Regions from separate parts of the Mus musculus genome. Here regions 2, 3 and 4 are each linked to region 1. The links are chromatin contacts, called in public Hi-C and HiChIP or PLAC-seq maps. All regions are on one chromosome and are shown on one strand. Each heading gives the region's core, a stretch centred on a gene start, on an enhancer-like site or on the middle of the called end of the contact. The rest is flanking DNA. Distances are from core to core; before and after follow the strand shown. Region 1 holds the start of Padi2 (peptidyl arginine deiminase, type II). Region 2 holds the start of Iffo2 (intermediate filament family orphan 2). Region 3 overlaps Pax7 (paired box 7). Region 4 has its middle 37 kb from the start of Gm1667.

Region 1 (7,986 bases), core at 4,935-7,434:
ACCAGCCGGGGTTCATCCTTGGAGTGACCCCAGCTCCTGGCAGCCGGGGTGTGACATCCTGCCCCCGAGACTTTGGAGGAGTTGGAAGGGGGAGTTGTGGGTGCCAGCCCCGTAAGCACCCTCAGCAACAGAGGTGAGGTGAGGGAGGGAGATCTCAGCCCAGGCCTCATGCCCGATCCTCACTATTGTGGTGGCCAGAGTCCTGAGGGCTGGCACTGGCCGGGGCAGGGTCGATGGAGGCAAACCTTAGCATGTATGTAGCCTGCCTCCTTCTCTACCTGGTCTACCAGGAACCCATCACAGGGTGCTGGTGCTGTCCACAGGAAGAAACAGTCTGATCTCTGGTGACTCCCTTTCTCAGAAGCCTTCCAGAACTCCCTCCTACCCACAGAACAACATCTAATCCCCGAGCAAAGCACCCAAAGGGCCCATTTCTTGATCTTTGGCCCCAGCCACTGAAATTACCTGTTTACTGTCTGCATGGGGTCCACTTTCCTGTCAGGTGGGTTTGCTCCCATGGGAATTATCATCTGTTGTGTGAGGAACCCTTGCCCGTCTTACAAGACCCAGCATAGCTGCCACCTCTTCCAGGAAGTCTTCCCCGATCCCATCAGCCAGATCACCTTACTCTTTCCCTTAGCCAGCGCCCCAAATGCTAACAGGGTCTTTCCCATGGGTCTCATGAACACTTTGAGGGCAGTAACTGGTTTATCATGATGTAATATGTATACTGTAATATACCCAATCCGACCTACAACAACAACTTACGGAGAATTTACCACTGCAAGCCACGGGCTCTCAATCCATACTTTACACAACCCCACAAAGCCTGCCTGACCCATCTCATTTCACAGACAAGCACACAGATTCCTGCAGAATCCATCCTTGCTTCAGAGAGGTCTCGGGACCCTCACGGCAGGGCGTGAATGAACTGTGCGAGCCTGGGAGAGCCCATAGATTGGAGTCCTCACCATGGTCCTCCAAGCAAGGACCCAGAGAAGATTAAGTGGGGCTTGATCAAGAGGCTCATGGGGGTCTCAAGATCCCCCTGATATCCCGCTTATTTGTAGATAAGAGTCTGGGGTCCAATGGGGACGATCAACAGTGGCTTCCTGTCCTGGACTCTTGGGCTCAGGGTCCAGCATGGCTATGTGTGGGCAGGAGAGGAGCCAGTCACTTCTAAACCTTGGTGTTTGGGGACGTGTGCTCCTGGGGCTACATTGTCTTCCTAACTTGGGGACCTCTGCTCAGCGAGGAAGAGCCTCAGGGGCCCCACTAAGTGAAGCGACTGTGAGCCTAGCACGTGGGGTGCCAGGTCCTTTCTCAGCCCTCCCACTCCTGGGCACCAGCCTGAAACCTGAATCCTAAGTAGCTCCTGGCAGCGCCTCCTGTCCCAGGCCCAGGGCTCTGGGTGTTGTTCTAATTTATGGGGCCACGGGACCTGGCCTGGCGTCACTCTCTCGGCAGCAAGTGTCGGTGCTCTGCCAAGCTCTGCCGCATACCCTTGACCTCCCGTGGACCCATCCAACAGGGCCTGCCTATTGAGGTTGAAAATGGCAAGCTCAGTCTCATGCTAGGCACTCAGCAACCATCATGCTAGGAACTCAGCAACCATCAACCGCTGTGCTCACATGCTCGCCCCATGGCTCTGTAAGGGGCAGAGCAGGGAGGAGCCACGCCCCCCAATCAAACTGGGAGCCTCAGGAAGACAGGTTGGGAGAGCAGCCTGGGCTCTGCTCCTCCACCACTCCTCAGTCGTGTGGTCTGACTTTATGTCCCTTAAGGATGAAAGGGATAACAGCTCCTTCCCCCCCAAACCCCCTCCCCCGTGACGGTATGGGGGCGGGGCATATGCAAATTACACATACATATTAAATGACATGTAAATATTCGGAAGGTTGCCTGGTGTTCAATAAATGTTAGGGAGCTACATTAAGTAAATAATGGCAAGTGCTCTCTCTTTCTCGTGTGTGTGTGTGTATGTGTGTGTGTGTGTGTGTGTGTGTGTGTGTGTGTGTACACATGTGGGTTTATCTGTGCAGACTCACAGAGGCCAGATGACATAGAGTGTACTTTTCTCTTTTCTATCAATCTCCACCTTATTCTCTCTCTTTCTCCCTCTCTCCTTCTCTCTCTCTTTTTTTTAAGACAATTCACTGTGCAGCCCTGGCTGTCTCGGAATTCACTATGTAAATCAGGCTAACCTGGAGCTCACAGAGATCCACCTGCCTCTGCCATCCAAGTGCTGGAATCAAAGGCATGAGTCCTGCCTCATTTCGTTGAATTGGAGTCTCTCACTGACTTGGAGCTAGGCTGCTAGGCAGTTAGCCCCTGCAAGCCTCCTTTCTCTGCACCGGTGTTTCTGTGGGTGCAGACATTTGGACTCCGGTCTCACTCACTGAGCCATCTCTCCAGCCCAATAATAATAAGATCTTTAAAAGCCAAAAACAGAGCAAAATAAATAATAAATTGTCTCTTTCTACTGTGCCAACAACTTCTAAGTTCCTCAGAGACCTCTCACTCCACAGGAGATAATGGTGGGGACTGGTGTCCGGCTGACAGGCAATTCCTACCAAGACCTAAAGATCTGGAAGAAAGAGGCTCACCTTCCCTTCACCCTCAGCCTTGTGGAGTGGGGCTTGCTTATTCCCCTTTGTGACGTGATGAAAGAATGAGGGGTCCCCACCCTCCTTCCTACATAATTGGATGCGCTACACACAGGTCTTGCTCTGTGGCATCTACTCAGAGGCCCTGGGGTGACAGCATCTCTTGGAGTCCTGAGCCAGAACCTGTGTCTCAGCTAGGGAGGACTCGGTGAGAAGTGGGGCAGGATGAGGTGTCAATGTTTCAAGGGGCAGGGGACTCCCATCCAGGGTGGAGGGTGGCTAGGGGGAAGCATGAGCTCTGAGGTACATGACTCACACCTGTGTCCTGGTTGTCACCGGGCAAATGTATTCCTCTTTCTGAGCCTCTTTTTCTTGGTTTGCAGACCAGGATGCTCAAAAAGCATCTTCCAGGTCTCATTCAGGACCAAGAGGGGCAGTGCATCTTTTCCTAGTGTTAAGACCCCTTCTGGTCCTTTCCACCTGAGAAGAGGCTTGTCCCTACAGATACTGGACATGTCCTGATGAAGGAGGTCCCTTGACACACGACTTTCTTTCCCTGGGACATCTGATATTGTCTGGAGGCATTTTTGGTTGTCATATCGTGTAGGAGTGAGGCTGCGACTCACAGTGGGTAAGCTGAGGCAGGAATACCACTCATTACGTTATACTCTACAGAACAGTCCCTTCAGCAAAGAATTACCTAGAGAGATACTGGGTCTCTGGTCCAGACATGTGCTATCCGGGACAGTGGCCATCAACATAGGTGACTGTGGGACCCTTGCAGAGCAACCAGCAGCTCACTATCACTCCAGATGAACTTTAAGGATCACAAAGCGTCACAGGCGAAGATCAGCAGCTTTCTCATGAACTATCTTCCATGATCACGTATTCCAACGACGGCACTTTGGATACATTGGGCTTAACAAACTATTGCATGAGCATTAAAGTAATTCCATCTCTCTAACGTGTGTGTGTGTGTGTGTGTGCTTTATGTGTGTGCATGTGTTGCAGGTGGGTGTGATAAGTAGACATGGATGCCAGGGGAAGATGCTGGGTGTCCTATGCTGATACTCTCTGCCAGGGGCTCTCACTGACCCTGGAACCGAGCTGATAAGCCCCCAGCGACCTTCTGTCTCTGCTCCCCACAGAGCACAGGAGCACACAGCCACACCTAGCTTTTTACATGGGAACCTGAGGGTCAAGCTGAGATCCTCACGCTAACAGCGACACATTTACCCTCTAAGTCACTTCTCCAGGTCCACCTTTTCTTTTCTTTTGGTTGTTCTGAGACAGGCAGGGTCTTATTAGGTAGCCCTGTCTGGCCGGGAGGTTGCCGTGGCCTCAAGCTCACAGGGCTCCATCCGTGGACATCCTCTGCCTCTCAGGTGCTGGGTTCAAGGCATGCACCACACACCCAGCTTCCAGTACTAATTACAAGAAATAACTTTTATGAGTGTTTCTTAGAGGTGGGGTGGGAGACAAGGTCTCTCTGTGTAGCCTTGGCTGTCCTGGAACTCACTATGTAGACCAGACTAGTCTTGAATAATACAGCGATCCTCCTGCCTCTGCCTCCCATCCCAGTGCTGGGATTACGGGCTGTTTTTTCTCCTTTTTGAGGTACACATGCATGTGTTGGGGGTATACTGAGACAGGGTCATGCTGTGCGGCCCCAGCTGAGCTGGAACTCACTATGTAGTATGAATGAGCCTTCGGCTTGTGGTCCTCGGACCACAGCTTCTGGTGTGTAGGGATTGCAGGTGTGTACCACCACGTCTGGTTAACTTATTTTTTTAAAGGTAGACTATTACAACATTTGCAATGACAACGGTGGCCTGCGTACAGCTTCCTCTGGGCAGGTTATGGTCTAGGTTGTGCTGACTCTTGGTGTTGGGGAACTCTCTGTGAACTGAGTCCTGGCTGAGGCTAGTGGACACCTGTCCCCTTGCCCTCCACTGTGCTGGGCCTCTCTCTGCTTAGGTGGAGCAAGGACAAGGACTTAGGCACAGACCCCCTTTCTTCCTTAGCCCCCAGCAGAGGCAGCATGCCAGTCTTTCAGAGAGTCCCCACAGTGCCCCGGCAGGCAAGCTGACAGGCATGGTGACAACTGTGGCTTAGGGCCCAGGATCCTGGCTTACCCCTTGGCAATGCCCAGTTCAGAGCAGGGAGTGGGGAGAGATGGGCACCCTCCCAGGCCACTGGCGCCTAGACCACACCCCACCCCTGTGTTATAATCCTGCTTTGGGGTCTATATGAAGGCCCACTGAAGTCCAGGCCCAGGTGAAGTGGAGGCTGGGGCTGAGGCTTAAGGGCTAAAGGAGCAGAGAGGGGCCCCGTCTTAGGCTTGCTGAGACCAGCGGGAACCGGGGCCTCCTGTGAAGTGGCCGAGCAGTGGGAAGGAGCTGGAGAGCGGGCAGAAGAGCATGAGGGGGTGCTTAGGTGGGCTTTGGGAGGCTCGGGAGAGTCAGGCGCTTTAGTGTCAGAATGGTCTGGGAACACGGCCCATAGAGGATGTACAGGCACAGAATCTGGCATGCCCCTCCCTCCAGCATGAAGCCCTTCCTCCCTCGCAAGGCAGAACACTGAGAGTGCTCGGAGCAGATGGTGGCTTCAGTGTGGCCTCTCAGGCTGCTCAGACTACTCCTTCCCCATAGCACCTTTCCTAGGTCCCACACTATACCCTATCAGTTTCTCTGGGTTTGTGGGACACACTCTGCGAGATTCCTTCAGCCTTCTGTCTCAGGTACCCTGACCCCCATCGAGCGAGCGTGTGGGCAGAGAAAATGGGGAAGAAACGGGCCCTGGCTCCCAGGGCCATAGCGGGTGGAAAGTGACCCCTCTCTGATCTCAGGGTGAAGTCAGGAAAGGTATTTGGGGACACAGCTCACAGCCAGTGCCCCGGGACAGGCAACCACCAGCAACCCCCCGGAGGGTGAAATCGGATAAGTACCAGGCCAGATTCCACGTGGGCAGTTCCCCTTTGGACAAGTCAGTCCCCAGCACATCCCAGGCTGTTTCTGCTTGCAGGGGTAGGCAGTCCACTGGTGGAGGAGGCTGGGCTGGGGTGAAAGGTCAGCCAAGAAGGAATGGGGGAGTGAAAGGGGCGTGTTACAGAGAGCCCATGTGTGTTAAAGTCACCCAGGAGAGGGGCTGGAAAGACCAGTCATGAGAAGGCTAGATTTAGGGAGTAGTCTCAGAGAGGAGGCTGTGACAGGGGCTGTAACTGTGTGTCTTAGAGGGGCCTCAGGATTGCATGGAAGTGGATCCTGGCCTGGACTCTCTCTGGATTTCTGAGGATCTCGAATTGAGGGGCAACCTGGATACTGGAGCCAGGTCCAGGGTCTCAAGATTTGTGAAGGGTAGGTGAGAGGGTAACTCTCTCTCGGCTCACCTGTAGACATCGGTCCAGAGCTGCGTGCCCAGCACGTACACCGCCTCCACGCGGCTCCCATACTGCAGCCGCACGGTCCGTTCCCGCAGCATATTTTCCCGTATAGGCGGCTGCATTCCGTGCTGCTCCCAGGAATAAGCACCTGCTGCAGGTAAGCCCTCCGCTGCTGCGCCTGCGCTCGCTGCCGAGCAGCCGGCGGCCTTAAGCAGCAGCCGGGGGCGGGGCGTGGGCGGGGCTTCCCGCCGGACTCCTCTTGGATTGGATCTGCAAACCCGTCCGTCAAGCCTGGCCCCGCCCTCCAAGCCCCTCTGCCCGCAAGTTGTCAATTCCTGTTTTCCGTGTTTGGCTTGTTCATTCTTTTATTCAGTAAATTCCCCTTTCTGGACGCTCCCCCTCACCTCCAGCTCCGAGGGGCAGAAAGTGCGAGCAGGAGTAGCCGAAGGGACAGGGCAGGAGTGAATAGGTGGCAACCAAAGCCAGTCTGGGGCCGGAGAATGCTTCTCAGAGGAAACCCTGAGGCTTCTTAAAGATCTTGGCAACACCAGGGGGTGGAGAGGAGCCTCCTGAACACCTTCTGGAAGCTGGACACCCCCCATATTAGATCCACATTGCCATGAGAAATAGGGAGTGGGGTGGAGTGGGGGGAACTGTGGCCCTGGCAGGGACCAGAATGCTAAGCCCAGGCATGAGAGCGACAGCATGAGCCTGGAATGGGGCTATCTGGGAGTGCATTCTGGCTGCCCCAGACAGCGTTGAGCATACTGAGCTGGAGCCAGTAGTGAAGACCCCGGATGGGGCGTGAGAGGACTGGCGAGGAGAGGACTGATCTGTGTGGTGTTTATGGATGGAGATTTGGGTGGCTCCCGGTGGCTGGGAGGATGTGCCTGGTTGAAGGACAATGGGCTGACGGGGCAGAGGATTAGGGCTCCAGCCTGCGACACCAAAAGACGTGCCAAGGTAGAGGTCAATGTATGGTCCTGAAGGCCAAGGTGCACCGTGACATCTAGTGGCAGGGTGGGGTCTGAAGCACTCTGAACCCCACCCTCAGGCCCTTTCTTTCTGAACTCAACCCTGGGGCTATGCAATTTGAGGAAGTGGCTTTTTCGTTAAGGGAATGGAGACTGAAGGGCGGGTGGAGGGGTGAATGTTGGAGAGGGAGGGGGACTGAAGGGAGCCCCAGCAAAGGGCACACTGAATTAAACGCATTGCTCATAGGTATGCCCAGGCACGCCCAGCGGCCCTCGACTCCATCCTTCTCCTCCAGATGCCCAAATTAGGAGATGGTAAAGACCCCAGCTGTTCCTGGGTATCAGGGATCTAGGAGGAATGTGGGTGGAGAAGCAGAGAGCCAGAATCTCAGCCAGAGGGGTCACTGTCTCCTGAAAGGCTTGGGGTTCAGATCCTGGGAGAAGCTGCTAACTTCTGATTGGTCCCTGGGAGAGCGTTCTCCAATCAGGAGGCAGCTTGTGGGAAAGAATCCAAGAGGCACCAGACTGGGAACCCCTGCCCTGCTAAGGTGGGCTCGGGTCTGAGGACCCCTCTGCAGGCAAGCAAGAGTTCCCACCTCCAACACGGGCAGAACGGTCCTGTATGTCACTCACTCCTTCCATGTCTCCTGTCAAGCAAGTGAGTCCCAGCAGAGCCAGGGTTGTGCGATCAGGCAAAGGCTGTGGTTACCCAGCTGGGCAGAAACGACGGCGGTGTGTGGTGCACTCATTAGTTACGTGGTTTCTGTGCCCCACACTGCCCCCAAATGATACTTCCCAAAGCATTAGAATTAAATTATTTTATCTTTCCAGGAACGCTGTCAGAACTAACCTAGGGGTGCATAGCTCCTGACAGTAGCAGTGCAGGAACCTGGGTGGGGACACAGGGTAAGGGTGGCTTGCCTGCCTCGAGAGAGCTTATAGGTAATCTCTCAGCATAATGGAAGGTACAAACTGATATTAAATGAGACAATATTCAGAAAATGCTGGCAGAGTATGGTCCAAG
Region 2 (7,986 bases), core at 2,991-5,490, 1.3 Mb after region 1:
CTACAAATACACACAAACACAACACATCACTAAAACACGGCCTGTGTAAAAGAAGTCAGGGACAGAAGACCTCGGATCATGGGATCCAGCTTTTGAGTCATTCAGAAAAATCAGATGGGCAGAGACACCGGCAGGGACTGCTCCAGAGGGGAGCTGTTTGCAAACAGGCAGGAAGGAGTTTGGGGGCGTGGGGGGTGTTCTAAAAGCAGACCCTGGAGATGGGTACATGGCTCTACATTTTCTAAAAATCACTGCTATACTTAAAACTCGGTGGCTTTAAGATGGACCGATTCTACCTCAGCGAAACCGGAAAACTACAGGTGCAACGTGGCTAGGAACAAGTCATGAGACGGAACCACAGACACCTGCAGCCTCTAGACCTAGCTATACAGCCAGCTTACCACTTAGTGAAGCAAGCAGGAGCCTCTGGGGTCCTCTGGATAGATACAGCCCTGGAGCCCTTCCCTCTCCAGCCAGGACCTCTCCAGTGCTCAACGCAAGGCTCCACACTAGACACTCCAGGAAGCCACCATACCTTTGGTACTCTAGGGACCTGGCAGCTAAACACCTTGGTCTCATCTCTTAAACTGTGACCTCTTAGTAGTCAAAGAACCGGAGGTAGGCTAGCAGCTCAGATATAGTTACTTATTGCAACCCAATATCCCGTCTGCATGCTAGATAAGTAAGTGCTCTAACATGGGGTGTCACCTACTGACAAGCCTCCTCCGTAGCCCCTCTCACATCACGTAGCCCAGAGATTTTCCTTTTAACCTTTTTTTTTTTTTTTTTTTAAGTTTTCTTCCAGGAACAAAACTCGTAGGGGGAACTCCATACAGCGGCCAGTAAGAACAGAATGCCCTTCTGTATGTATTTATATTATGGACTCGAATACACAAATTAACTTGTTCTAGGTTCAGTGAATGCAACTGATGAGGCCATGAGCAGAAAATCAAGTGTCTTGTCACACTCGGGTGGGCGGGCAACTGAATAAGCAGCCTGCTCGGGCAGCACGCAATAGTTAGAAAGATCTAAATAACTTTAAAAGTCCCACAGTCTTTACATATTCTTAAATTTTCAATCTCTTTAAAATATCCATCTCTTTAACCAGAAGCCAACTATTTCAAAGTTAGCATGCTGCTGGGGTCAGGTACATCGACAGACATCAATGTATAAAAGCAAGAACACTTTCACGACTGGACTAGCATTCTGATTGATGTATTGGGTTTTTTATTACATTTATGTATGTGTGTGCATGTGTGTTGTGTGTGCATTCATGCCACAAACAAATGTGTGGAGGTCAGAGAATGAGTTGTAGGAGCAGACTCTCCCCGTCTACCGTGTGGGTCCGGGGAATAGAACTGTGGTCCTTAGGCTTGGCGGCAAGCACCTTTACCTGCTGAGCCATCTTGCAGGCCCTCGTTGTATTTTGTATTAATTACCCAAGGAGCTTTTTCTAAAGTATCATCAAGAAAGCCTGGGGCTTCAAGGAACACAGCTGCTGTCCAAACCACCTTGCTTTACAGGTGGGGAAACCGAGGCCCGAGCAATGCAGAATGCTGGCTTTGGAAAAATCCAAAGCTTTGAAGAAACTTCAGAGAAGGAAGGAAGGTGTCCAGGAACCTCCCAGAAAGGCGGGAAAGAGAGATGCCCGCACCCCACCTGTCTCAGCAGGGCCGGCTCATTCCAGGACAGTGCCAGAAGCTGACATCACAACCCACACCCTGGGTGCAACCTGAACGGCTCATTGCTCAATGACAATCCATCCCTCTCAAAGCCCAGGCTCAGACTTTCTATCACCTTAGTAGCCAGGGCCAAAAAGCACACACACAATTAAACAAACGCGGCGCAAGCCTGGGTCATGACTACACAGTCAAGGTGGCAGATAGGAGGGCCAGCCCAACCCTCCTCCTCCTTGAGTTTCACCATCCAAAGCAAGTGTCTCTTTCCCTAGTCCGCCCTGACGGGGATGACCACCAAGGGCAGAGGGTGGCCTCCCTAGGAATGGCACGGGACATTCCCAAAGCCAGGGGAAAAAAAATAAAATAAAAGCATTCCCCCAGCAATCCAGGCCCTGCAGGAGCGCTGGGGGCTCCAGGCATCGCTACTCCCTGCTTTCACAGGTAAGAACGTCTACTTGATGACGTCCAACACGGGCTTCATCCCACTCTCCCTGGAGCACTGGCTGCTGCTTCTTACAGTCCAGATTTCCCTGAGGAGCAAAAAGGTTTCCAAGTGGCTAACAATCTCCCCTGCCGGTGATGGGAGCTAGCACCTGACTTCTTCCCGGGGCAGTGGTCTTCAGTAGAGGGTAAGAGCGAAGGCCCAGGCACAGCTTCCAGGGAGAGTTTAGGATTGAAAGGAATGGCCCCACTCCCTCATAAGTAAAGACAACAAAACCAGAATTACACTCAGCTGAGATTGGAGCCTGAGCCTAGAGGGGCCCCTCCCCCACACAGACCTGAGACCTACGCACAGACCCTTCCCCTCCTCGAGTCAGAAAGCTGAGTAGACACTACTGTCAAGCAGGCTGCGGGCAGAAAGCATGTCAGTATTGCAGCCAGGAAATCTGAACTGCAAGGAATACACTGGCCATCTTGCAGGCAGTCGGCTCCTGACCTCCAGCGGGACCCCATGATCTGGGTCCACTCATTATTCTAACCCGTGAGTATCTCTTCCCTGGGGGGGGGGGTGATTCCTTAGGCTGAATTCATGGGACCTAGCCAATAAACCATGAGATTTGGGAGAGTATGAAGAAGATGATGAATTTCTGAAAGGCCAGTGTCTGGTTTTGATTCTGCAAGCCAGAGATCTTGGCCTTAAAGACCTGGAACAAGATAGGCGACCCCGGGGCCCTAGGGACAGAGCCATCCATCTTCACACGTGAGCTCATTAAATTCAAGGACAAAAAAAAAATGACAATGAGCTAGTTGAGACTGTTTTCTTTACACCTGCTATGGGAAAGGGAATCTACCACCAACATCTCGGGGAATACCTAGGCTAGGAGACACACCAGCCATGACTTCCATCAAAGGATCAAGTCTTGACTTTCACCGCGGATTAGCCAAGCTGCCTTGAGCAAGACACTTGGTACCTCTTCACCTCAGTTTCCTCATCTGCAGTATGGGGACAAGGCTGCCTCACACCGCACTGTCATGTGGACAGAATGAGATCACCACAAATCCGCTGGTTATTACGTCCCTGGGAAACAATGTGCCTGGCCCCAGGGGTCGGCGCCCAGGTATCCCGCGCTCCCTGCGCTCGTTCGCGGATTTAGATGACCTAGTCCTCCCGCAGTTCGCAGCCCATATGCCAGGCCCTGCTGCCGGTTCTGAGAGCGGCGGAGGAGGGGCGCGTCCACTCACCTCCGTTTGTACTCGTCACGCTCGCGCTTCACCTTGGCCAGCACGTTGTAGAGAGCGCGGATCTCTGGCGTGATGGTGTCGATCTGCACGCCTACGCCGTCCGGGTGTACCCACGACACGCCGGGGCCCTGCACAGTCTCCACGCCACCGCCTCCCGTGCGCCGCACCTGCGTGTAGCTCCAGATGGTCCCGGGCAGGCGACCGTAGTGCTGCGGGTGCGAGCCGCCGCCGGGGGGCAGGCCGCCCAGGGCCACCGCGTTGGCGTTGACGCCGGTGGCCGCGCCGAGGGCCTGCCCGCTTCCCGCAGCCGACGGCCGCAGCAGCTCGGGCCCGGTCTGCACGGCCTGCTCGCGGGAGAAGGTCTTGTAGCGCAGCCGCCGATCGCGCTCGCTCTGCTGCTGCTCCAGCTGTTTCTCCAGGAGCCGGTTGCGCCGCTCCAGCTCGTGCACCTTGGCCAAGAAGCAGCGGAAACGCACGTTGAGCCCCTTGAGGAGGTGGATGTTGGAACCCAGATCGTCCCGCAGCGCCGCCGTTACGGGCGAGGGCCCCGGCCCGGCCCCGCCACCCCCGCCGCCGCCTGCGCAGCCGCCGCCCCCCGGCGGGCAGCCGAAGGCCAAGGCCATCTCTCCGAACAGCAGCGAGTTAACCATGCGCCGGCTGCGTGGCTCAGGGCCCCGGGCCCGTGGCTCCAGATGCGGCTCCAGCTCGGGGCCGGGCTCCCGGCGCGGCCGGGCCAGGGCGGGCGCGGGCTCCAGAGCGGCCGGGGTGGTGTTAGGTGCCAGATGCGGCTCCGCTGCGTCGGGAGAGATGGTGGGACGAGCTGGAGGTCGCGGTGGCTGCGTGGGGCTGGTGAGGGGTCCGGTGCCTGCGCCGCGACTGTCAGAGCTGCTGTGGACCGGCCGCAGCAGCGGCTCGCAGAGGACTCTCAGCCGGCGCTGCCCCCTCTGCGGCGAGCCCCGCCCTCTGCAGGCACAGACCACGCCTCCAGGGCCCGCCCTCTGCAGACACAGACCACACCCCCTGCCTAGCTGCTCTCTGCCCTTCCCGGCCCGCCCTCTATAGGCGAAGGCCTTCCTCCCTAGCCTGGACCGCCCTCTGCGGACATAGGCCACGCCCCTCAACCCATTGCAGCGATTTCACCCGCTGAGACTCGGCTCCTAGGTCTCCAGCCCCGGCCACGCCTATCGGCCCTTGGGCTCCGCCCACCCACAAGCTGCGCCACTCGTCTGCGAGGAGCCTTTCGACTACAGCTCAAGCTCCGCCCAGCAACGGCCCAGAAAACCCTCGCCTGCGTGCGGCGCTGCAGGCCTAGCGGGGTTCAGATAATCTAACGCAGTCTGAATGCGAAACTGTACCCGGGAACGCGGCAGAGCCGGGCACCGCAGCCTCTTGAAAAGGTGGACAGCCTGTGGAGACCTCCACTACCAAGTGTGCCAGGCGGGCTTGACTACCTGCTTGCCCTTCCTCCGTGTCCCAAATTTCCCTGCCCCAGATTCTCAGGCATGCGGGTGACTGTGGCCTGCAAAGGTCTGGCAACCATAGTGTGCGAAGATGCATGAAAACCAGCTCCCCTACTCCAGCCTCCGGAGGCCTTGGTCGCCTTCCTGTCCCCTACCAGGCAGGATCAGGGCTTCTCGCAGCCTTTGAGCCTGCTAGTCCACGGCAAACCCAGAAGCGGGGATGTGAGACAAGCTGGGGAAGAGAAAGCAATGAGCCTCCCAACATGCTTGTCCTCACAACCCTGACTAACCATCTCCTGTCACCTATCACCACATTGTCACAGTCGGCGCTGTAGCTGAGCCCTGAGAGCAGAGGGTCTGTCTATCCATCAATTCTCCCGAATGCCTTGCTGCAATATGGAGTACCACCTATTTGGAGGACACTTATTTGGACCCATCCATCTTCCGTCCTTTCAGCCATCTATCCTTCACACCTACCACCCTAAAAACCAGTATTCCCTGCGATCTCCAAGTGTCTCCTGTACCCACTGCAAGCATTAGCTCACAGCAGGCACCTATTTAAGTATTATCCTCATTTTACAGAGAAGGTCGCTGAGACCTGAGCTTTACCACCACCTCAAAACACACTCTACCCAGCCTTCCGAGCTGCTGGCCTTTGGTCCTCACCACAAACTTCCTAAGGGAAGGACCCCACCTTGAATGCCTGTGGCTTACACCGTCAGCTCTTAACCAGATATGTGGTATGTTTTAGATTCTTCCGGCCACATCTTTTTTTCCCCTCTCACCGCCATTGTCTTGTTACTAGCTTATGTGTCCGTCTTGTCTGCTTGTGCGTAAGCTTGCAGGCAGGTACCCTGTCTCACAGGACAAAGCCTTGGTGCTCTTTGTGACAGACGAGAAAGAGTGTGGTGCTCTGGGGTGGTGCTGTGTTGTGAGGTTACTGCTGTGTTTCAGGTTTGGTCTTGTTGCCTTCCCTCGCTCCCTGCCAAATGGACTTAGCTCTGCGCTCCGGCATTCCCTTCTGGTGATCTTTCTCCCCGGAACCCAAGCCTACCTGGTCACTCTCTTAACTTTTAGATCACGGAGTCTTTGATGCTGTCATTATCCACCCTAAAGAACCAAGAACCCTTTGCCTTAAAGTTGTGGCTCTTGGGATCCTGCCTGGACTGAGAATAGAATTCTGAGAGGGCTGAGACACTGGGGTAGACCCACTTTCCACCCTTATGGTCGCTGGTCTTTGAATGCTCATCAATATGTCCTTTGATTCTGAAAGAAGTCTTTGCGATTCTGTCACCCCTAGATATTCCCATATCACGAGAGTTGCTGTAACTCTCCTGAGACCTAAGCTATCAACATTCAGAAAGTCATATAGGGCTTACTGCTATATCTGTTTGCTTGATGTTAGTGTTTGGAATGGAACTCAGGATATCTCAATTGCTAAGCAAGTCCCCTACTACTTAAGCCGTACTCTCAGCCCTTAGTCTTTTTTTCTAAGTGCTTGCTTGTGTGTGTGTGTGTGTGTCTGTGTGTGCTGTGCAAGCACACACATGCCATAACCTCAGTCCTCACCTTCCACCTTACTTGAGGCAGGACCTCTTGTTAGATACTCTGTATGCCAGGCAAGCTGGCCCTGGAGGTTCTGGCAATTCTCCTGTCTCCTCCTATCTTGTTATAGGAACACTTGAACTACAGATGCTTGCCACGGAATTCAGTCTTATATGGGTCCTGGGGATCTGAACTCAGGACCTCATCAAGGGCTCAGCATCAAGGGCTTTACCCACGGAACCATCTCCCAAGCCCCATTATTTAATGTGCTAATAAGGAAATGTATGTATCATGATGCTGCAAACTTGCTTTTTGAATACTTTGATGACTTGCATTTTAAACTGTTTTCGTTGCATGAATTTTGTCTGAATGCAAAAAAAAAGATATACTTTTTGTTTGTTCATTTTCAAGACAGGGTATCATGTAGCCCAGGCTAGCCTTGAACTTGTGATCTTCCAGCCTCATCTCCCAAATGCTGAGATTACAAGCATAGGATCTCAGGCATTGCTTATGAGTCAATGTCCTGTGCAGGCTAGGCAAGCACTCTCCCAACAGCTACATCAAAATGCATCCTTTTGTTTGTTTGTTGACACAGCAGGGTCTTTCTATGTAGACCTAGCTGTCCTGGAACTCTAGATATAGACCAGGCTAGCCTTGAACTCCCAGAGATCGTTCTGTTCTGCATCTGAAATGCTGGAATTAGAGACATGCACCATCATGGGCAGCCCTCATGCTGCAGTCCCATAAATCATTCTAAGCATGGGCTATGGTATTCACCAGATGTCTGAGAAGCCCCTGGCACAGAAGGGGTTAAGGAGCCACACCCCCAAATTAGCTCTGTACAGGCTTTTCCAGAAAAGCTCTGCCCTGCCAAGTTGCCCTAATGGGATCTGAAGCCCTCCTGGGCAGGGACATCCCATGACCCTGGACTCCTGCTTGGACAGTCCTAGAGCAGAAGCTGAGGAGGGTGCCGAAGGGGTGGTCCTGAGTGTGAAGGAGGAGATTGCTCAGTAGAGACTGGATCTGAAGAAGACCACAGAAATAGTATTTGAGGGCTGGTGAGATGGCTCAGTGGTTAAGAGCACCGACTGCTGTTCCGAAGGTCCCAAGTTCAAATCCCAGCAATCACATGGTGGCTCACACCCATCCATAACGAAATCTGATGCCCTCTTCTGGAGTGTCTGAAGACAGCTACAGTGTACTTACATATAATAAATAAATAAATCAAAAAAAAAAAAGAAAGAAAGAAATAGTATTTGAGATTGAAGGGCTCCAACACGGCCATCCCAATGTCTACAAACTACAGAGCTGGGATGACGGGTAATGAGCCACATGTCTCCCGCTCTTTGTGCCTAACAGCCCACCAGGCAGGGGACCCACAGCTTTCTAGTTTGCCTAGAATGTGGGGGTTTTCCTGATGAAGACATTCAGTGCCCAAACCCGAGATCAACTGCCCCACGCTGCAGTCCATATAGAGCTAGATGCTTCCGAAGCCACAGTTCCTGGTCATCCTGACAGGGATGGCTGCCTGTGTTACCGTCATTCTGCACTTGGGTTGGGGTTGCTTGGCTTAAGCAAACGGGGAAAGCCCATCATGCACTGGGAAGCAGCTCCTACAT
Region 3 (7,986 bases), core at 2,974-5,473, 1.2 Mb after region 1:
GGTGGTACTGGGAATTAAACCCAGGACCTTGCCCAAACTAGGCATGAGTGCCACCACTGAGCTACATCCCCAACCCTCTACTTACTTTATATTTGCGACAAGGTTCACAAAGATCTCCACACTGGCCTGAACTCATTCTGTAGCCCAAATGGGGCTTGAACTTGCTATCCTTCATCAACACTTAAGCTTCAGGAGGGTGCTAGTGGGGACACAATGCTGCACACCCAAGCCTTTCTAAACAGGCTCATAGGGTTTCAACAAGAACCAACTAAATTAAAGACCAGATTTTACATTTGAATGACATAAAACTAAGTAAACATCCTTGAGTCTGCTCCCCATGGTGCTAGGCGCAGGTCAAGTGTAGGACAGCTAGCGGCATGTGGCACGAATGCAAGAGGATGGCTGTGTACAGACTGCTCTCTGTGTGACAGGCCTCTCAAGTCTCCAGGGTCTCACATACCCAGTCCAGCCACTGTCCCCTTGGTGTCTTGGCTTGATAGAGCAACAGCAGACTCTCAGATCAACAGCTGGGCGAGCCTGGCTTGGCCGCAACTTCTGGCCGTCGCCTGACGGGGCCAGCAGCAGGGCAGGCTCAGACAGGATGGGGGAGCCAAAGGTCACAAGGCTGCCCTCGCGCCACCTTTCAGCAAAGGCCTCACCTGCTGGTGTCAAACTAATCAGGAGGGTGTGTGGAGAGAGTGGGGCCTCCAGCCTAAGGGCACCCTCTCCAGCTGTTGCCTGCTCCTGCCACACTGACCTTTGCTTCCTTAGGCCCCCAGCCCGCTCCAACCTCATGGCCTTGGCCTCCACGGTTAAATGAGGGCCAGCTGTGTGGGCCTATACCTCCCATGTGCGTATGTGCAAGCTTGTATGTGTGAATGCATCACGGGATTGTTACAGTCCAAAGCGTCTGCAGGCACACTGTGTGCAAGTGATGTGGCTGCAAAGTGCCCACATCTTCCCAGATAAGTGAGTTGTCTGTGTGTGTGTGTGTGTGTGTGTGTGAACGTGTGTTGAATGTGTATACGTTTACATGTAACTGTACACATGGACATACAAATGGCTGTTCTGTGTACACATTGCATATGTGTATATGGCTTTGTAGGAGCACACAGGCACACATACATGTGAGAGTATATGGTGGCAATATACACACATGTTTAAATTTTCTTAGGTGGGTTCTTATGGGCTGATGTGTCTATATGTGTGTGTGTGCACTGGCATATGTGTGTGTGTGTGTGTGTTTGTGTGTGTTGAAAGTGTACGACCAATATGCAGATAAGTGTGGTTGTGTGCACATGTATATTTTGGCATGTACTTGTGCTTAAAGGTATCTATGATTAGGTATGACTTAGATGCTCGCATGAACATGATATGCATACCTGGGTGTGTTCATATGCAGTGCCTGGGCATGCTTGTGTATGCAATTGTGTGTGTGCCTATGGGAGTGCAGGACCATGCCTGTGAATGTGTGCTTGGGAAGCCCAGCACTACACGATCATCTGCATGCAGGACACACCAGTGTCCATGGAAGCCTTTCCACGCCGTCCCTGGTTGACCCCCTGACCTAGCGCATGTTCCCAGTCCAACACAGGACACACATGCTCTTGATAAAACATTTGAGAGCAGCAGCGGCAATGTGGCCGGCCCCGGGCAGGCGTTAGTCACACCCGGAGCCTGGAGCCCCTGCCCTGCTCCAGGGCGCCTGCCCAATTCGGAAATAAAATTAACCCCAAAGTCAGCATGGGGGTGGTGGAGGAGGGGGATCAAAAGAGAAGGGGCCCAGGAGGCCAGAAAGGAGAAGCAGTTGCCCTCCCTCTCCTTCCTCCCTCCTCCCCTCCTTTCTCCTCCTCCTCCGTTACTGCAGGGAGAGCTCAGGGCTCCTCAAGGGCCATGGTCTCCAGCCACTTACTGAGGCACCTCGGCCACCATGTGTCACCCAGCTGTCACACACACCCAGCCTCAGCTTTCCCACCTGCAGAATGGGTCTGGGGACGAGGCACATCCTCTCAGCCATTTCCAGCCACACTGCCTTTTTTTCTGTTGACCTTCTGGGGCAGTCCAAGGACATGTCACATTTCTGTTAACCAGCAGCCAACACCCCTAAGCACACAGGAGGCCAGGTTCTCTAATAAGCTTTGAAAGTCACACATTCTGGACTCCCCTGTGTTGGTCTTGATCCACCTGTCACTTGCTGCCTCCTGTCCCATGCTTGAGTTTAGCCCATGCAGCTCTGTGTGAAATACGTGCTTCTCAGCCACAGAGCTTCCCCACCTCCTGGTCCTCAGTTTGTTAGGCTCAAAGAGGTAGAGCAGTGTTCCCAATGTCCCACAGCCAGGCAGTTGTGATTCAGCTTCCTTACCTCGGAGCACAGGTGAGCCAGCCTGGGAAAGACACTTGGCACTGATCGGGTACACACTCTCCCGTGTGCACACTCGTGTGTGGGAGTGCTGCTGTCCATGTGCGCAGAGTCAAGGTGTAACTTGCTAAATGCGTATGCAGGGAGGGGAGAGAAATGATTGCTAGCTGGCGCCCCATCTCTGCTGCCACACAGGGCTGTGTGCATGGTCATTCTCACTGTCTTAGTATAGAAATGAGACTTAGAGAAGTTACTAGAGAGGGGTTGGTTGGCTTTGTTGGTGGCCACACCTGCATCCTGGTCATTAGGAGCCAATTTCAGGTGTGTTTGAAACATGCACGTGACCTAACTCCTGTGCAGCAGACCCCGCCTGCCCCTGGCTCCTAGGGCCTCTCTCCTTCCCAGAGACACCTCCACATCTTCTGGCTCTGGCCAAGTCCATCCATCTGCCCATCTCTAACCGTCCCTGGAGTGGGTGGGGGCAGGGGGGCAGGGATGGGGCACATGGTAGATTAATATGGCCCCGGTGTTCCCAGAGGCCAGGGCCATACTAATGATGGGGCTGATAGAACGCAGGAGTGTGAAAAGAATTTTAATAGATCTGACAACTCTAATAAGAATTTGTGTCTGGAAGGGTCCTCCTCTGGGGCTGCGCTCTGACGAGCTCCTGATGGCTGGGATCTGTTTACTGGTTGGCATTGCTGGCCCAGCTCCTGCCAACTCTTGATTAATGTAATTGGAGACGTTCAGAGCCCAGGCGGGGTGTGAGGCAGGAGAAGGGAGACACGGAGGGACAGAAGGACATCCAGGGTTGTTGACAGAGTCCCTAATGAGGAATGTCACCTTCCTGTCTTCTTGTCCAGCCTTTTGGCTCTACCCTAGGAAGAGGCAAGCACGCCCTACAGTTGGCCCGTTGGGTGCTCTGGAAGTTGCAGGGGGTCAGCAGGAAAGTTTGGCTTCTGAGTGCTTCCTTGCCTACCTCAAGGAGGGAAAGTTCCTACTGTGTACTGGGGCAGAGTGGATAGAGGTGCCAGAGAAACGATTCTTTATTTTGTTTTCCTTTATTTATGTGTGTATGTGTTCATGCATGTATGTATGCATTAATGTGTGTGCAGTTGTGCATGTGGAGGTCAGAGGTCAGGCTCAGGTCTCACCTGTAGACACTATCCCCAGCATCTCTCACTGGCCTGGAACTTACTAAACAGACCAGCAGGCATGTTGTCTATTGAGCCCCAGGGATCCAGATGCCTCTGTCTCCCCTGGGCTGGGGTCCAGACACCACCATGTCTGGCTTTCCTGCATGGGCTCTAGGGATCCGCTTTTCCTGTTTGCACAGCTTTGTCGATGGAGCCGTGACCATGGGTGCCCATGGGTAACTCTGGGCTGGCAACTGTGCTGTGCCTCGGGTTTTATTTTTCTCAAGTGGGAACTGTCCTGCCCAAGGCACAGAACCCACCTTCCCCTAGTATACAGTAAGTGCCAACCAAGTGTGGGCTCTGCCTTTGCTGTTAGCATGGCTCAGTGATGGACCTCTCAGACACCCCATCCACGGAATAACTGTAGTGGTCGTGTCAGGGCCCAGCATGGGACAGGCTGAGGCAAAGTAAGCCACAGCTCCCTGAGACTAAAGAAAGTTCACCTGAGGTGATGTGTGCTCTTGGTAAACCTTGCCTGGAGTGGAAAAGGTCACCGTGGGCATGTGGGGTGGGCGGAGGGCCTCAGTCGTGAGGGCTGTATGCACACCAGGGGCCATTGCCAAGATGCTGATACCACAAGATAATTCCCAGGGGCTGCTGGTGAGGCCCAAGGCTATGGAGCTGTCACCAGCCTGCCTGAGTCTGAAAGTGTAAGAGGAACCAGCTGATTATAGTCAGAGTCTCTAGAGACCTTAGTTCTACATTTCACCAAACAGGGACAGGGGACAGTCCCACTATCTGGCTTATATGACTGGAAAAATACCTAAAAGTACCCTGAGTACAGCATTGGGAGCAGGATAGCACAGGGCTAAATCTCTGGGGTTTCTGTTTCTATCCCTTCAGCCCTCTAAGAGGGTGGCTTACTGATCCATGGACCCTGACACCCAAGGAGAAATGACAGTGTGACCAGAGCTTTAAAGTTTTCCTTCAGCAAGAGTTGGCAACTCCCCACTCCCCATTCACAGCCAGGCAAGGGTGGCCATAGCTGCCTCTGCTCTGCTACCTTGGAGCCTGAGGCTGAGTGAGTGACGTCACCAGCCCAGGAACTCAGCATAGATCTTCCCCTCCACTCACCCACTATGAGCCTGGCTGGAGAGGCACACACACGATTCAAAGACACCCCAGGACATTTTCATAGCCTTTAGGAGTGGGGAGGCTTGTCCTGAGCCTTCTATGACAGCGTGTTTTAAAACAGTGTCTGTACCCCAGCTTTCAAGTAGATAAACTAACATAAAGGAAGACCAGTTTGCTCAAAACCATATGACTGGGAATGTACCCAGGAATGGCCACCCTTTTCTCCATGCCACCGCTAAAGGTCACATTTCTTCTAGGCCTGCGCTCACAAGCACCACACTCTACCTTCACACTATGTGTGTGGATTCTTTGCCTGCAGTTCTTTGGTTCATATGCTCCATCCCATGATATAGACAAGGAAACTGAGGCTGAAATGCTATGGCCCAGGTCACACTCAAGGTTGGGAGGCAACTATTGAGATTGTCCCTTTGGACTCCCTGGTCTCACCATCAAGCTGTGTCCCCTGCCTCCTGGCTCTACCTCCCCCTGCCCTGCTTTAAGCAGAAGATGCCACGCTTGGGGAAGCACAGAGATAGTCTACAGGGAGCCCTGAAAGGCGGGTAACAGAGGGAGCCTTGTGACTCTCCGTGCCCAGCTTTCACCTCTCTATGCATGGGGGTTCTGTGGGGGCACACTGGTTATAGTCACAAGACCTAAAGGCCCTGGGAGGCCCTGGACCTTTGCCTGTCCAGTGCCTTAGTCAGGAAAGATGTCTGCTAGAGCTTCAATTAGGACAGATCCACATGCTTCGCAGGCCAGCCATTGTAGTTGCACATGACAGACATCTGTGTCTTCCTCAGGTGAGCTCTTATGCTTGCAGGACCTGTGTGTGCATAGGTATCTGTTTACAAGGAGCAAGGGGCTCACACAGGTGTGTGTGTCTGTATGTGTGTGTGTCTCAAATGGGCATGGGTAGGTATTGTTATGTATGAATATTCATGCTATGCTCAGCATTGCCTTGTGAAGACACTCCTTTCCCCTACACACAGACACACACACACACACACACACACATACACACACACACACATACACACCACTCATTTTCACACGCATCCCCACCAATGCTCACAGGACTTCTCTGGAGCTGGCAGGCTGTGGGTTTCAGCTCTCATGTTTTCTCTCAAAGGCCCTCTTGGCTCACTTGCAAAAGCCACTTTGGCTCTTGTGCAAGGACCCTGTTGTGCCTCATGCATACCTGCACTCAGGGTCCAGAAAAGGTAGAGAGCCTTCATCCTCAGTGTTAACCTGGACTCACTCAGCCGGGTTCACTGGCCAGGATATGCAAATGGACTGAGGGAGGGAAGCTTAATTCTCTACTGAAATCTGGGATGTGTACGTGTACTTCCCTTTAGAGCCAGAAAAAGAGCAGACAAATAATAAACACTGAGGAAATATTTGCTGAGAGGGTGGGAAAGAGATTTATAAGGGAACTATGGGTGGAAGAAGGATGGAGGGTGTTCTCATTTTATTTCTGTTACTGTGCCAAATACCCTGACCAAAAGTAACTTAGGGAAGGAATGGGTTCATTTTACTTACAATGACATGTGTTACAGTTCATGATAACAGGAAGTCAAGGCAGGAACTTGAATTGGTCACATCAAACCCACACTGAAAAGCAGAGAGAAACAATGTATCCATGCTGTCTACTTACTTGCCTTTGGCTGGCTTCATTCTTAATACACCTTAGGGTTCCCTGCCTAGGGAATGGTGTCACCCACAGTGGGCTGTGTCTCTTAATAACCAATTAGCAGTCAAGACAGTTCCCCCACAGACATGTCCACAAGCCAACCTGATCTAGACAATTCTTCAACTGATGCTCACCTCCCAGGTCATTTTAGGCTGTGTGAAGTTGACAATAAAAATTAGCCAACAAAGGAAAGAGGGACTGATGGATAGATGGTCAGAAGGATGGACATATAGACAGAAGATTAATGAACAGAAGAATGGGTAGATGAATAGTGTGGGTGGAAGAACAGATGAGAAGATTGGCAGGTGTGTAAAGGGAAGACATTGTATGTGGATGATTGTGAAGAAGAATGGATGGTGGAAATGGATGGATAGATCATAAGGTTTGATGGGTAATTAGACAGAAATGGATGGATGGATGGATGGATGGATGGATGGATGGATGGGTGGGTGGGTGGGTGGGTGGGTGGGTGGATGGATGGATGGATGGATGGATAGATGGATGGATGGATGGATGGATGAGTAGATAGAAGGAGAGAAGGATACATGGCTGGAAGAAGGGATGGAGTAGAAGATGGATAAATAGATTTGTGAATGTGCAGAAGAATGGAAGAAAAGGAGGCTGGATGGATAGATTAGTAAGATGCATGGGTAAACAGATGAATAGATGGATGTTATAGGTGGATGGGTGGATGGACAAGAGCTGGTTAGGATGGATGGAACGGTGGTTGGATGGACAGATGGACAGATGGATGAAGGTTAAGTGGAAGGATGTATGAAAAGAACCTCAGTTTCTAGAAGCTTCTCTCTCTTTCCAGCTGCTGTTGATTACCTGGCCAAAAACGTGAGCCTGTCCACACAGCGCCGTATGAAGCTTGGGGAACACTCCGCTGTGCTGGGACTTCTTCCTGTGGAAACGGGACAAGCCTACTAGGGTCCCTGGGGCAACTTGCCCCATCCAGTGGCCCAGCCAACCCTTCCCAAGCCCTGAGTCTCCTCACCTCAGTCCCCTTATCCCCCTGGGGTTGCAGGAGACCAAGGGAAAAAAACCCTTTCCCTTCCTACAGGAAACCCTCTGGAGACGGAAAACCAGTGTGCCATCTACCCATGCTTAGTGACCCAGAGTGGCCCCTTGCCTTCCCCTCTTTCTTCAGAGGGGTTCCTAGGCATCCTGCAGTGACCTCCAGCTCACATCCACCTTCTCTGTATCGTGGCCTCGGTCCTGTCTCAGTGCAGAGATTGAGGCTCAATTTGAACCAAGCACCTAGTTATCAGAAGAAAATGGTGCCAAAGACAAGGCCCTGGAGTCCTTGACCTCTGAGTCGTGGGTGCCCTGGCTATGGGTGTAGGTGGAGCCCATGGGTGTCCTCAGTCACAGAGCTGGGAGCTCTCTCTCGCTCGCTTGGCATCAGGACTGCAGCCTCTTTCACTGGACACTGAGATGAGTCCCCAGGGTGTTCCCAGGGGAGAAAGCAGGTAACATCCCAGCTTTACCTAGGAATCCAGAGGACTTTAGGACTGTCCCTATGCACCCTGCAGGGCATCAGGAGACCAGGAAGGGATTCTAGCAGAGGGTAGGGGGCACAGAGGCAGAGCTGATTGCCCATGGGCTATCCCAGAATGCCTGGTCCTGAATCTAGCATCAGGAGGTGCAGGATTCCTAGGCTG
Region 4 (7,986 bases), core at 3,172-5,671, 1.0 Mb after region 1:
CAGTCAAGACCACTCAGGCAAGAGGCTCTGGGAGCTTCTGGATGGGGCAGGAAGGAGTGGGGGGGGGTTGGTCTCCCCACAAGTCACCTCTGGGAGTCTTGCCTGCTAGAGGCCTTGCTCTATGCGAACACAACCTAAATAGGAATGTGTCCTGCTTGCCTCTGGGAGCACTCTCTCCAGAGCTGGGCCCCCCAGTGGGAGGCAAGGCTAGGTCTTCTGGTGGCTTCATTGACTCCTGAGCTGGAGCCTCGCCTCCCTTATTGCCAAGTCACGCATTTAAGGTCCAACATGGGACAGAGCTAAGCTGAGGCCCCAGTGGGCTGAGGGGCCTGGGACTGGCCAGTTACAACCACACTGTCAGGATGGCCCAAACAGGGACATCTGTTACAGTCTCTCCAAGGTGGAGGAACTTGCCTGAGGCTGCAGAGCCAGCAGAGATGCAGGCCAGGTTCTGCCTCCAGTGCTGCAGGAGTCTACTCCTCTGCATGCTACAGGCATCTGCCCTTCCCTTCTTGACCTCTCCATCCTGACGGCCCACCTGTTCTTAGGGGTGCCCTCTCTACTCCCCTATGTTCCAAGACTTCTCCACCCTTCCCTCTGTCCCGGGGGAGGCCCTCTTCCTTCAGGAGACTCATCTTGACATCCCCTTCCTTGAAGCAACTCGTCACAGGGAGAGGCCAGGTCTATGTTGCCCTACCTCCTGTCCTTCCCTTCTGTGTAGAAAAATAATAAAATGAAATGAATAAATGAACCTGCTTCTTCAGGCCCACGGCAGCCCAAGCCGCTGTCATGTCAGACTCCTGGCATTTTCTCACACAAGGCAGGCCCCTGTCTCTCACCATCAACCCTTTCTGTCTCTGGCTCTTTGTATCTTTTGTTCTCTTGGCCCGGTCATTTGCTCGGACATGTCATAGCTGAAGGCCTCGGTCACAGTGTACCTCCGAGACAGCTCCTCCCCACCTCTGCCACATCGTCTCCTTGCCTCGCCCTCTGTTTGCCTCTCTGTCCTGTCATGGCAATCTGCTGACCCTCTGACTTCCTCTCTGACTGCGTCTCTGACATGTGACCCGCAGGGCAGGGACTTGTCTCTCTTGTGCACTGCTCCCAGCTCCCATCGAGCACTCAATAAACACTCAGTAAATTAATGAATAAGTCAACTAATCAATCGAGCAATCAATCATGAAGTTGAACTGTTTGTTTTGTTTGTTTTTTTTAAGAGTTCCCGAGTCCAGAGTTGCCACAAAAAGCCAGTCTCAGTGTCCTACAAAGGCATTGCTTAGCCATGTGGTGCTCAGCAGATACTTCCGGGGCTTGGAGATACACCTCAAGTCAGGATTCAGGATTGATGCAGGTGGATGTCTGCCTTGGCCCCTGAGCCTGGTGTCCCTGAGAGACTGGTTTGTAGCAGTTGACAAAGCTGCGGTTGTCCCCCTGGGCTCCACATGAACGGAGCATCTCCACCTTCACTGTGCCCCACACAGCCTTCTCCAGGTGTGATGGTTGCTACTAACTGTCAGCTTGACACAAGTTAAAATCTCCTGGGTATCACATCCTGGGGATGCCCGCCCCCACCCCCACCTCCTCATCCCTATCAGATTTCCATTCATTCTCATAGCCATCTGGGCATCTCTCCTGTCCCTCCCCACACCTGATACTGAACCCCATCCCCTATTCCCCTCCGGATCCCCTCTCCCACCCAGTTTCCTCCCTCCATCTGCCTCCTATGACTATTTTATTCCCCCTTCTAAATGAGATTCAAGCATCCTCGCTTGGGCCTTCCTTCTTGGTTAGCTTCATTGGTCTGTACAGTGTAGCATGGGTGTCCTGTATTTCATGGCTAACATCCACTTATGCGTATGTGACACAGACCTGGGATAAGGGAGGCGCCCAAGAATCAATGGGAGTGACCTTCGCTGTGATTCACAGTACTGGGGATATGGAACCTGAAGAGGCTACCTCCTGTAGCCAGGCAGGAACCCCAGTGGAGCCATAGGGACACCAACCCACCTACACACCTTTTGACCCAAAATTTATCCTGTCTACAAGAAATGCAGGCAAGGGGGATGGATCAGAGACTGAGGGAGTGGCCAACCAATAACAAGCCCACCTTGAGACCCATCCCATGGGCAAGCTCCAATCTCTTGCACCATTAATGATATTCTGCTATGCTTGCAGACAGGAGTCTAGCATAACCATCCTCTGAGGGGCTCCCCCAGCACCTGACTCAGACAGATGCAGACACCCACAACCAAACAGTGGATGGGGCTCTTACAGAAGAATAGAAGGAAGGATTTTGGATCCCTAAAGGGACAGGAACTCCACAGGAAGACCAACAGAATCAACTAACCTGGACCCTTAGGGCTCTCAGAGACTGAACTACCAACCGAAGAACACACACAGACTGGATCTGGGTCTCCCCACACATATGCAGCAGATGTACAGCTTGGTCTTCGTGGATTGCAAACAACTGGAGTGGGGGATGTCCCAAAAGCCTTTGCCTGTACATGGGATATGTTCTTATAGCTGGGCTGCCTTGTCTGGCCTCAATGGGAGAGGATGCGCCTAGCCCCTCAGAGACCTGATATGTCAGGGTGGGGGGATACTCAGGGAGCCCCCACTTGATCAGAGGAGAAGGGGAGGGTTGGGGAAAAGATTGTAGGAGGGTGTGACTGGGATAGGGATATAAAACTAAATAGATAAAAAATAAAAGCATCCCCTGGGTAAAGGGCCTCTGGGCATGTTTGTGAGAGGTTATCTTGATTATGTTCACTGAGGTGGGAAAACCCAACCACTGTGGGCGGTACCATTCCTTAGGCAGGGAATCCCGGGCTCTATGAGGGAAGGAGAGTGAGTTGAGCTCTAGTTCTTCTCTCTTCCTCTGACTGAGGACCAGGGTGACCAGCTGCCTCGGCCTCCTGACTCTGATGGACTGCACCTTGAGCAGGGAGCTGAAAGAAGTAAAACCCTTTCTCCTTTAAGTTGTTTTTGTCTGAGGTCTCACTAGGTAGCCCTAGCTGACCTAGAACTCGCTTTATAGACCAGGCTGGCCTCGAACTCACAGAGACTCACCTTCCTCTGCCTCCCAGGTATTGGGATTAAAGGTGAGCACCACCGCATTCAGCTTGTCCGAGTATTTTATCTCAGCAACGGTAAAAACAAAACGAAACAAAGATACCAGGTTAAGGACCCTTCATTAGTCATTTAGTCACTCATTCATTAATTCATTAATTCATTCAACCTCTATTTACTGTAGAGTAGGAAAGCATTTAGTCCCCTGAACCTGGGTTCAGATCCCGCCTCTGCCACCGAGAACATCATGGCTGTCAGCCATCCGTCTAAAGCTCAGCGGTCTCAGCCTGCCCACCTGTAATTAGAGACAAGTTTCCTCTCCTTTGTGGGGGTCGGTCTGAAGAAAAGGAGTCAACCAGACCGGTCATGACACTTGACACCTGCCATAAGGGATGGTCACTTCTGTCAAGATGTCTACAAGCTGCCCGGCTGGATCCTCAGGTACATCAGACATATCAATGACCATAGGACCAAGGGACAAATATCACCAGATAGAAGAGCAGACAGCCTCAGGGAACAGTGGGCTTAAGGACTTGCCCTGGGACCACAGCTGGACTCCAAAGTCCCCATACCTGCTCAGCCAGGTCAAATCATCCACATATCTTATTTCTGTTTCATATATACATATATATATATATATACACATATACACATATACACACCTACACACATACACACATACACACATACACATATACACATATACATATACATATATATAGTATATGTGCGCATATGTATGCACATACATACATATATATAAAATTATGTATCTATTACATATATACATATATTACTTGTGTATATGTACGTACATATATATGCATATACATACATATATGTACACATATAAGCATACACATATACACACATACACACGTTTGCGCACACACACACACACACACACACACACACTTCTTTTGCAATTTTAGGGAGGGATGCAGGCCTGGGTGCACTCCCCATTCCCGGTAGGCTCTGAGTTTTCATCCACTGGCTCACTGGGAAGAATATGTCAGGAAATGGAGGTTTCAGTCAGGAGCACAAACCTCCCTTGTCCAACTGGTAGGTCCCAGAGAGATGCCGAGCCCTCTTCAGCCCAGAGCCTGGGGTCCCACATCAGTATATACAAGGAGACAGAGTCTAGGCCTGCGAGTGTAGAGACGCCAGCCAGCCTTCCCTCCCCTCTGTGGGTTCCCCACTCGCTTCAGATGCCAAGCAACTCCCTGATACAATCAGGAACACGGAGCCTCGGGACTGGCCAAGGTCACAGCCAGACCCTTACTGCAGTCTGCTGGGCCACCATGGTGATCATGAGACCCCAGAAGAGAGGCTCCACAGCCCAGCCACAGCAGAGCCTTGACTCTGCTGCCCTCTGGTGGCTGCTGGCATCAGGTTCCATTTGCAGGTCCCTAGCAGAACCTGGAAGGAGAGTGAGTCTGAGCTCAAGAGGATTAACATGTAGAAAAGGCCACTTTCTCCAGCACAGACTGGAGAGAGGCCACAGGGAAACCCTTAGAGACTGGGCAGTGCAGAGTGGTAAGTATGGAAGAGCCTTGAGCTTAGATACTCGGGCTCTAGCTGGGCCCAACGAGGCTAATTATAAAGGGCCTGTAATCTCTGAGCTTCTCCTCAAGGGGCAAGTCACTTTCTCTTCCCTCAAATCTACCTGCCTGCTCTCATCCTGACCCACAGAACACAGAGCTGCAGCTTTGCACAGGTCCCAAGGCTGTGGGCATCCTCCAGTCTTAGATCGTCTGCCAGTGCCTTGGCCTTCTCAGACAGTCGCACCTCGGCTGCCCTGTTACCCGGTTCCAGTTGCCACAGGTAGGATGCTCCATCAGATACCCTTTGAGCTCAGCCTGAGCTGGGGCTGAGAGGGTGCCAGGCCTCTGGGATGTACCAGCTCCAGCCACTGCCATGTGACCAGTCCTGGCAGAGAAAGGCCGCAGGGCAGAACCCAGTCAGCCAGGCATGTGAGGCCACTGCGATAGAGATCAGTCTGGACCACGAAATTTGGGCTAGCTAATTAGGAGAAACGAGAAACCCAACGTCAGCGGCTGTGTGACCATGGGCCGGTCACTTAGCTTCTCTGAGTGTTTGAATCTGTACAAGGTGGCACACTCAGCGAGAGGAACCATGGAGATTGCATGGGAGATGGATGCTGTGTGCCGTTGTACTGGCTTCTCAGACTGGCTAGGAGCTGATGTGAGCTGAACCACGGGTGGCCAGCGCTGGGAGGCGGGTCTAGGAGGCGGGTCTTGGAGGCGGGTCTTGGAGGCGGGTCTTGGAGGCGGGTCCGCACCGTGCCCCTCCTTCCTTCCTTAGTCCTGTGCAGGTCTCATGTGCTGCCAGGACTCAGTTTTACAAGTGAAGTAACAATTTCAAAACAAACAAACAAAAAAACCCTCCCAAAGCACAGTGTAAGAAACAGTGATGTGGAGAGGGTGGAAGACAGGTGATTTATTAGGTCGCAACAGAGCTGGGATCCAAGTCTTGGGATAGAGAGAGCATGCAATAAGAGCTAATTCATCATCTTCACTATCATTGCCATCTTTATTACCATCTCCATCATCACCTCCTTCATCACTTCTTCAGATAGTGGAGATGATAGTGGATCATCTCCACTATCTCCATCATCCTCATTGCCACCACAAGCCCCATCATCATCTCCACTGTCATTTCTGCCATCACCACCATCATTATCATCACCATCTCCATCATCTCCATCACCATCTCCATCTTCTCCATCATCATCTGCATCATCTTCTCCATCATCTCCATCATCATCTCCACCACTGCTCTCATCACACCCTCTCCCGTTACTATTCTCACCGTAAACACTGTTACTATCTCCATCATCATCTTCTTCACCATTACCATCTTGCCAGCATTATTACCATCTACAAGGTGCCTTGTGCCCACATAAAACTGGCTGAGCCTCCCTGGGTAGAGGGGAAGTTGTATGTTTGAAGCGGGTTGGCCCCTTGGCGGTAGATAGGAGAGACCCTCTGCAGTCTTTGCCTTCTTCACTTCTTTTCCATGGCTTGTCATGGAAATCCAGCCACGGCAGATTCATTTGTTCATCAACCATACCTGCTCACCTACTATGCTCTCCCCCACACCTGCTAACCTACTGTGCTCTCCCCCACACCTGCTCACCTACTGTGCTCTCCCCCACACCTGCTCACCTACTGTGCTCTCCCCCACACCTGCCCACCTACTGTGCTCACCCCTACACCTGCTCACCTACTGTGCTCTCCCCCACACCTGCCCACCTACTGTGCTCTCCCCCACACCTGCACACCTACTGTGCCAGCTCCCACACCTGCACACCTACTGTGCCAGCTCCCACACCTGCACAGGCAGCAAGAGGAAACCAAGCTTTGGGATCAGGCCGGTGTGGGCCATGTCAGATCCCTGTTATGTGAAGCATGTCACAAGCCAAGCCATTCGGCCACTTTGTGGTTGGGAATCAATCACCCTCCAGTTTCTCCCTGAAACCTGCCCCATACTGAGAGGCTGAAGCCAGGGCCTCACGATGAGTCCCAGCCTCAGCAGCAGGGCTCACACAACACCTCCCGCCATGCCGGTCCTCCCCAGTTTCCCGTGCCTGGCCTCCTTTGTCCTTGCCTCAGTCTGCTTCTGGGCTACAGAGAAGGGAATAGTTGTCCCTGGGGGGGGGGCCATAGAGAAGTTGCCCTATCTGGGGCCTCGGTCATGACCTGCCCTCTTGCACTGATCCTCTCCCCAGAGGCCAGGCTTACTGGTCACTGAAAGGTCCCAGGCACCAGTATGATGCTCATGCGCAAAGTGGGAGGTGGGCAAAGCAGGAGGTGGGCAATGGAAGTGTTTCTCATCTCCCTCCCCCCCAATCCCTCCCAACTCCCACCTCTTGTCTCCTTTTATCTCTGAGTTGAGACTGGGAACCCATCTCCGTAGGGAAGGCACCAGTGGCTTCTAGAAACTTCCGGAGAGGAGTCAGAGGCCCAGGTAGAGGGCATCTAAGGAGAATCCTTCCTGCCCAGCACCCCATAAAACGAGGCAGAGCATGACCTGTGTGATGGTCTGTTAACAGCCTGGAGGCCCAGCAGCCAGTCTCCGCAGTTTATAAACTCATAAAAACACTGGGGTCATGACTGCAGAGACACCTCCTTCAGCTGAGGATGAATGGGCTTGCCTGAGGACAGGAACGCCAGCTGCAGGGGGTACCTTGAGCAGGGCAGGGGAGGGGTGCTGTGCCCCCCCACCCCTGCATCACTTAGCCAACTGTGATTGGTCTCTTCCTCCTTCACCCCTGCACCAAGCCCCAGGGGCACTGCCTCCTCCTCCCTCCCTCTCCTGAACAGAGCTAAGGAAGAAAATGAACCACTTTTGACAGCCCAGCATCCTCCATGAGGTTGAATCCCAGCTCTCTCTGTTGGGCCAACTAAACCACAGCCCTACAAGACCCAGGCCCAGGTCACCTGAGATGTGTGAGTCAAACCAGGAGAGGTGGCTGACTGGCGCCATCCAAAGCCACAGAGCATCCATCCCCCACCTCGGTATGTAAACCTGCTTGCACGGACAGATAGATGTAGCAGGCCAGTGTTGACGACGTAGAGACGCCAGTGTTCCCTGATGAGTCACTGGCATGAGCACCCTATAGCTGGAGCTCAGAGCACTGCATGCTCCCCATCCGCCCCCCAGCAGCCTGACTTTGCCACCGTTGAGTGACTCCTCACATGTCTTAACCCTTATCAACAGTGTCACCCCAGACCTACATCCAACCATTTTATAGTGTATGTCTCTTGTCCCTTTTCCTGCCTTGGTCCCAGAAGTGGTTGAGAGATACCTGACACCCCAGTGGCTCACCAGACCCCCATCACCCCACAAAGCATGAGGTTTTAGAGGAAAGTATAGAAATTCATAAACCCAGCT

What was found. HiChIP or PLAC-seq counts read pairs in DNA pulled down with a chosen protein or histone mark. Hi-C and Micro-C count contacts between places; a contact is called where the count stands out from the background.
Region 2: a FOXA1 HiChIP or PLAC-seq map of pancreatic cancer cells shows a contact between it and region 1. The contact joins the promoter of Iffo2 here to the promoter of Padi2 in region 1. A contact is called at or near these places in 1 of 39 promoter capture datasets (hippocampal neurons) and 3 of 115 datasets of contacts at active chromatin or transcription factors (astrocytes, large pre-B cells and pancreatic cancer cells).
Region 3: a contact with region 1 is called in an SMC1A HiChIP or PLAC-seq map of large pre-B cells, with 7 times the contacts expected there. The contact joins the enhancer-like site here to the promoter of Padi2 in region 1. A contact is called at or near these places in 5 of 39 promoter capture datasets (the 3T3-L1 cell line, the C10 cell line, hippocampal neurons and 1 more), 1 of 15 datasets of contacts at CTCF or cohesin (large pre-B cells) and 1 of 115 datasets of contacts at active chromatin or transcription factors (large pre-B cells).
Region 4: a contact with region 1 is called in a Hi-C map of the N1E-115 cell line, with 6 times the contacts expected there. The contact joins the enhancer-like site here to the promoter of Padi2 in region 1. A contact is called at or near these places in 3 of 39 promoter capture datasets (the C10 cell line, hippocampal neurons and liver), 2 of 15 datasets of contacts at CTCF or cohesin (embryonic stem cells and large pre-B cells), 6 of 484 Hi-C or Micro-C datasets (the N1E-115 cell line, adipose-derived mesenchymal stem cells, cerebellum and 2 more) and 3 of 115 datasets of contacts at active chromatin or transcription factors (astrocytes, embryonic forebrain and large pre-B cells).

What each region holds. Positions count from the first base shown.
Region 1 is chr4:140,904,558-140,912,543 of GRCm38.p6, reverse strand. Padi2 (peptidyl arginine deiminase, type II) reads right to left here and starts at 6,184. Exons shown (of 16, transcript NM_008812.2): 1 at 5,995-6,184. The coding sequence starts at 6,110. Gm46719 (a long non-coding RNA gene) reads left to right here and starts at 2,690. Exons shown (of 2, transcript XR_001784481.2): 1 at 2,690-2,814; 2 at 3,282-3,570.
Region 2 is chr4:139,570,974-139,578,959 of GRCm38.p6, reverse strand. It overlaps Iffo2 (intermediate filament family orphan 2), which reads right to left and starts at 4,240. Exons shown (of 9, transcript NM_001205173.1): 1 at 3,363-4,240. The coding sequence starts at 4,012.
Region 3 is chr4:139,740,053-139,748,038 of GRCm38.p6, reverse strand. Pax7 (paired box 7) reads left to right here. Exons shown (of 9, transcript NM_011039.2): 9 at 7,137-7,986. The coding sequence ends at 7,252. Among named protein-coding and RNA genes, the nearest start is that of Gm42334, 9.1 kb to the right of the region's middle. Within about 2 kb of position 4,223, at least 24 of the 459 cell types and tissues checked have an H3K27ac peak or open chromatin away from gene starts, as enhancers often do.
Region 4 is chr4:139,869,241-139,877,226 of GRCm38.p6, reverse strand. No RefSeq gene overlaps it. Among named protein-coding and RNA genes, the nearest start is that of Gm1667, 37 kb to the left of the region's middle. Within about 2 kb of position 4,421, at least 11 of the 459 cell types and tissues checked have an H3K27ac peak or open chromatin away from gene starts, as enhancers often do. A contact at or near this core is called in the N1E-115 cell line, where this site is marked.